Linked DNA regions of Mus musculus: region 2 is linked to region 1. A link is a contact called in public HiChIP or PLAC-seq data. All regions are on one chromosome and are shown on one strand. Each heading gives the region's core, a stretch centred on a gene start, on an enhancer-like site or on the middle of the called end of the contact. The rest is flanking DNA. Distances are from core to core; before and after follow the strand shown. Region 1 overlaps Rubcnl (RUN and cysteine rich domain containing beclin 1 interacting protein like). Region 2 holds the start of Zc3h13 (zinc finger CCCH type containing 13).

What was found. HiChIP or PLAC-seq counts read pairs in DNA pulled down with a chosen protein or histone mark.
Region 2: an H3K4me3 HiChIP or PLAC-seq map of bone marrow-derived macrophages shows a contact between it and region 1, with 3 times the contacts expected there. The contact joins the promoter of Zc3h13 here to the enhancer-like site in region 1. A contact is called at or near these places in 6 of 39 promoter capture datasets (the C10 cell line, liver, macrophages and 3 more), 4 of 484 Hi-C or Micro-C datasets (CD4 T cells, the G1E-ER4 cell line, bone marrow-derived macrophages and 1 more), 4 of 115 datasets of contacts at active chromatin or transcription factors (bone marrow-derived macrophages, fetal liver and large pre-B cells) and 3 of 9 other capture datasets (adipose tissue, liver and macrophages).

The regions. Positions count from the first base shown.
Region 1 is chr14:75,043,970-75,046,824 of GRCm38.p6, reverse strand. Rubcnl (RUN and cysteine rich domain containing beclin 1 interacting protein like) reads right to left here. Exons shown (of 14, transcript NM_198642.2): 9 at 2,352-2,416. Among named protein-coding and RNA genes, the nearest start is that of Rubcnl, 29 kb to the right of the region's middle. Within about 2 kb of position 1,409, at least 73 of the 459 cell types and tissues checked have an H3K27ac peak or open chromatin away from gene starts, as enhancers often do. A contact at or near this core is called in bone marrow-derived macrophages, where this site is marked.
Region 2 is chr14:75,282,926-75,285,625 of GRCm38.p6, reverse strand. Zc3h13 (zinc finger CCCH type containing 13) reads right to left here and starts at 1,260. Exons shown (of 19, transcript NM_001359875.1): 1 at 961-1,260. It overlaps Cpb2 (carboxypeptidase B2 (plasma)), which reads right to left. Exons shown (of 11, transcript NM_019775.3): 11 at 2,071-2,395. The coding sequence ends at 2,211.

The DNA.
Region 1 (2,855 bases), core at 160-2,659:
ATGTATGTATATGTGTGTATACATACACATATACACCAAAGAGAGAAAGGAAACAATACCTGGGAGAGAGAGAGAGAGAGAGAGAATGAGAGAGAGAGAGAGAGAGAAACCTAGACCCTAGACCCCCAAAGAGCTAATGATACACATCTCTGTAGCATGGGGAAATTAACACATGGTGCTTCTGAGGTTTCTCTAATAAAATATTCTGATGGACAAAAGATGTAGGGATGAAGGTGGTAATACTGTGTATTATCTGGTCTACGAAGAAAAACAACCCAGCTAAAATCTCCTGTGCAACCATCCCTCAGCATTAGTGCCTGGCAGGACCTGAAGGACCTGTGTGGGAAGGCGGCAACTCCATTCCCTGGCACACTGTAGATACAGATAACATTTTTCCAACTAATGCCTTGAAGAGTAGACAGGACTAAGTCTTCACTGGGCACTTAGTCTGTTTCCCAATCTGGTGAATGGTTAATGTATGTTATTCTAAGCTTCTAATTCCATGACTTAGGAACTTATATTTCCCTCTTTCATTGAGGAAAACAGGTCAGCGAGGTGAAGCATCATAGTGGGGACACACAGGCAGAGAGCTGGACACACAGGCAGAGAGCTGGACACACAGGCAGAGAGCAGGCGAGCTCAGTTTGAATCTAGTGTAGCCAGCATATCCCACTCCTTCGGGTGATGAAGGAGAAGGTGTCTCTGCCTAATGGATTATCCTGCGTGTAGAGGTATAATCTGCGTGTACAGTCAAATCACCAACAGACTAAAGGATCAAAAAGTATAATACTGAGCATGCCATTTGTGATGGTTTGTATATGCTCGGCCAGGGAGCAGCATTATTAGAAGATATAGCCCTGTTGGAGTAGGTGTGTCACTGTGGGCGTGGGCTTTAAGACCCCCATCCTAGCTGCCTGGAAGCGAGTCTTCCACTAGCAGCCTTCAGATGAAGATGTAGAACTATATCAGCTTCTCCTGCACTATGACTGCCTGGAAGCTGCCATGCTTCCTGCCTTGATGATAATGGACTGAACCTCTGAATCTGTAAGCCAGATCCAATTAAATGTTGTGCCTATAGGAGTTGCCTTAGTCATGGTGTCTGTTCATAGCAGTAAAACCTTAACTAAGACACTGATATAACTCACCTTTCCCAGCCTCAAAGTCTCTACCATCTCAGGATCCACTCACTCATTCACCAAACTTCATCAAATGCCCACTGTGCTATCATCAGTACAGAATAAATCATGCCCATCCTTCTTCCTTAGACCACGAGGACAGACAAAAATGGAAGCAGATCCCATGGGGGCAGGACCTGCAAGATCCCCTGCCGTTCTGGCAGGAAAGAATGGACTCAGGAAGGTACTTAAACGGATTGATGGAGTCTCGCGTCTATGTGGTTTCTGACTCATGCATTTGGCATTTGGTGTGGCATTAGGGTGTACAGATCAACTCACAGACCCGCCTCTTGCTAGGCTAGCTGGGAAAATGAGTCATTTAAAGAGGACACACTGTGATTGTCATTAACGTGTAGTGAGATAGAGGAAGCCCTGGCTGGTTCTGCTTTCAATTTTAATGTCTTGAAACAGACATCTTCTCTGGAGAACAAGCAATCCCCAGGTTGTGCTGAAAGTCTTGCATGGTGTCACTTGGGGAAGACTAGTTTGCAGGACCTTGGCCATCCCATAAATGAGTTACCATATCCTCAGCTCTCAGAGAAGTCTTGCCAGGAGCCATTTGATTACTCTGCAGGTATGCCTAGAGGACCGTCTTATAAGCAAGCATAGCTATAGAGGCTGGAGATGAACAATGAGCAAAAGCAACAAGGCTTCTGCCTTCCTGGAATTTATGGTTTGGTGATGGAGACAGATAAATGCTGAATAAGCATTGCAGAGGAAGATCCTATGAAGCACACACGCGACTGTCTGCGACCACACGATCCACAAGGCAACCATGGAAGATCCCAGGAAAAGGAGAGGGGGAGTGGAGTGGGTAGAAAAAGAGCATAAAGATATGAAGAAAACCAAGAGTCATGGGGAAGGAAGTCTATGGGGGTGAGGGGTTCATTCTGGGAAGAGGAAACAATAGTTTCAACCCCCTAAGACAGGTACGGCTGGGTTGTCTGAGTGCCCAATTGAGGAGCAGCCAGGATGCTGGCCCTCCTTGTACCTGGCTAGTCATGCAGCTTTGTAGGTCACAGTCTCCTCCTAGCAAAAGACAGGGCCACCTCCACGACTCCTTCACAACACGCTCACACCAAGAAGTCAGTCTCACTCTAAAGCAACACATAGTCCAGCCCTGCAGATCCTCACTGTTATCATGGAACAAGCAAACAGCGCAGGACCTGTACTTACTGGGCTGTATTGGAGTCCCACATCCAGCACAGAAGAAGTTCTGGGCCACCACTGCTATGTCCCTCCTGAGGACAGAAAATGGCAACTGTTACACGTTTTCAGAGCTGGTCAGTACAGCGTTTTTCACTGATGGAAAAGCAGTGGACATCGTGGTCCGTTTCTCAGTTTAGGGGCTTTAATTTTGTCATCTTTTCATTTTAAGAAAAGTTTATACTTATCCAATATGTTTTTCTGGTTGGAATCTGTTGGCCTTCTAAAGCTAGGATTCTTTAAACATCTCAATTGTGCCCAAATTAGAAGTCAGTATCACATATAACTCTTCTATTATAGAATCCTTGGGGCTTCCCACTACCTGGCACAGAAACCAGGGTACACAAGACAGCCGAGGAGACAACAGTCTAACATGCTTGGAAAGGACACACGTGAATAGATGTAATAAAAACATTAGAATAAGGCGATGTGACAAAGTTATAAAGTCCTCTTGAAGAGGAGTGCTCTGGAAAC
Region 2 (2,700 bases), core at 11-2,510, 240 kb before region 1:
GCACAACCGTTTGCACAGAAATTGTGACATTCCTACATCAGCTTGCTAAGTCTCCAGATGAAACTGTCATCTGATATAATCTAACTAAGAAGTTGGAGGTTATTTAAAAATTTATACGTCTGTGTTGCGAAATATTGTTGTTTGGATTCTAAAGCTAGTAATGTTAAGTACTACATAGCAAAACTAAGCATATAGGCAGAGCCGCATAGTGATCTGGACTAACTAAATAAACATATCACAGACTTTTAAACCCTTAAATGCCAAACTTAAAGGTCCAACCTTTTCAAATTATTTTTTTTTGAAATTCACAAACCAGGAGAGACTGTGCACGCCCATAACTGAAAGAGTTCAAATTATCTGAAGACTCCTAATAAAACGAATTAACTTAAGATACTGCCTCTCACAAGCAAGATCCTACCAATATCATCCAAGTATTTTCTTCAACTCTGAATACTTTTCCAGCCACATAAATGTCAACCTGCTTAGCAAGTGATACTGCCAGATATATCTTCTCCTTTCGTTCCAGCTTCCCGTTGCCTGGGAGTATAAAGATAAAACAGTACTCCTACACTCCCAATAGTATTTACTGCAGCCGGGAAATAAGCAAGACCAGGAACAATCAAAAGGACTCTCCTTTCTTCAATAGATCTGGAATACGTGAAGAAGGCAACTCTAAATCCAAGAAACACAACTGCTGCATCCTTTCACCACACACAAATGCGACCACCACACCACGGTATCCGAGTCCGCCTGCTTCCTGACACAGACTGCAGAATCACAACTGGAGCAACAGCCAGATCTAACACCAAGAGCCTCTGCAGAGTCAAGGGTGGGATGCTCAAACAGCGTTCAGAAACACAAGCAGCACAGAACAAGGCGAGCGAGGATGGAGGCCACAGCGCAGGACGCCCACACGAGCCGGGTCCAACGCCTCTTCCCATCCGCTCCCCGAACGCTTACCTCCTCTCCAAGCACCCTTGTAAGCGCAGTCTTCAGGACGTCCCTGACGCCTCAGCTCCGGCTGTCCCCGCGCCCGGCCCCGGGAGGACGACCAAGAGGACGTGCACGCGCGGCTCCCAGGGGCCGGCCCTCCTCAAGCGGGGCGGACGCCGGGAACAGGGAGCAGCGGAGCCGCCCGGATCTTCTCCCAGCTCTGGAGAGCTCCGGACACGAGACGAGAGACGCACAGAAGCCACTGCAGAGCAACGCTAAGACCACAACTCTGCCTGGCCGCTACACTGGCAGCATCTAAAAGCCGACGGAAGTCGCGAGTTTGCCCGACTCCTCCGCAGGCAAGGCAGCTTCCGGCCCCCAGATTAGTCGTCATCGAGTAAGCCCCGCCCCTCTCAGACCACGCCCCCTCGCGTCCGACGCGAGGGCAGTGCGGAGTGTGTTCCTGACGCCTGTTTACTAAGGTCTGGGGACACGGAGTCAGCGTGGGAGGACGGAGATTCTCAGTTGACTGAGATTCTGGTTTTCACCGTTTTCCATCGCATAAAGTGCTACTTTGTTTCGGCAGTAACCACCAGCCTGGTGCGTTTCGAAGCTGCAGATTTTGACAACCGCCCGTCCCCCGCCTGGGCCTGAAGCTGGAGCAGAAATGCACGGATTGCGTTTTCAAGAACAAGAGCAGAGACTGATTAAAATTTTAGGGTGCAAACCCTTGAGGTGCTACAGAGTGCCTTTGCTTTTCCTGCTTGGATCCAATGATCTCCGTAGATTTAGGGTAAAAGTTGCTTAGGAGGAGCTGGAGAGATGGCTCCAGCCGTTAAAAGCGGTTGCAGCTCTTTCAGAGACCAGGTTTGACTCCCATCCCCCACGTGACTGCTGACCACCTTCTGTAACCTTCAGTAACAGCGGTTCCCCATTTTCTTCTGGCCTCTGATGGGGGTCCAGCATAAACCTGGTGCTTAAACTCACACCCTCACGCCCCACCACACACACAGTACATCTTAAAACTGCTTAAGATAGCTGTTCATCATAAATCAAGGGACGGTGGGGTGGGACCAGTAGCTAACCTCTTAGAATAAAAATAATAAAAATAAAAATGTTAAAATACACAGGGGGCCATTTTCACTCTTAAGCTCAAAGTAGTGTGCTTTTTATTCTTCAACAAAACCAAGGAAACTGATTCAACTTAGAAGCTAATGCAACAGTTAAGTGTTGCTGAAATCAATAAAATAAAAATAATGAGAGCGGAGGTTAGGGCATTAAGTGTTCCTGATGACATGCCAAACTATTTTAGAGATGGCGGCCAAAGCTTCTGCACAAGTGGGTTTGATGTATCTCTCAGGCAGCAAGAATCCGTATCTGCCTGTATCTCGGAGCTCAATTGTAAACGAATATTTGATGCCCAAATCATAGATCCAATCGTCAGAACCTCCAGGAGCTAGATCTAAAAGAGACACAAAATATATTTATTTCATAGCAACAAACACTTTATTTCATTGTAGAAACGAAAATAGCTTCCTTCTGGATGTTACCTAAATTTCTTATCTGAAAGTTGTAGTCATCTAAAAGAAACCATGTTAAGAAAGAAAACACATGTTGCCCAGAACTCAACAATAATCTGATTAAGGAGTGATAACTGCCAATAACATTTTAGTACATTTTACAGTGCATGTACTTTCTGTCTTAATTTGTAACATTTCTGGAAGTAATTATTGTAACATTACCAAATGTATCATTATTGTGTTTGAA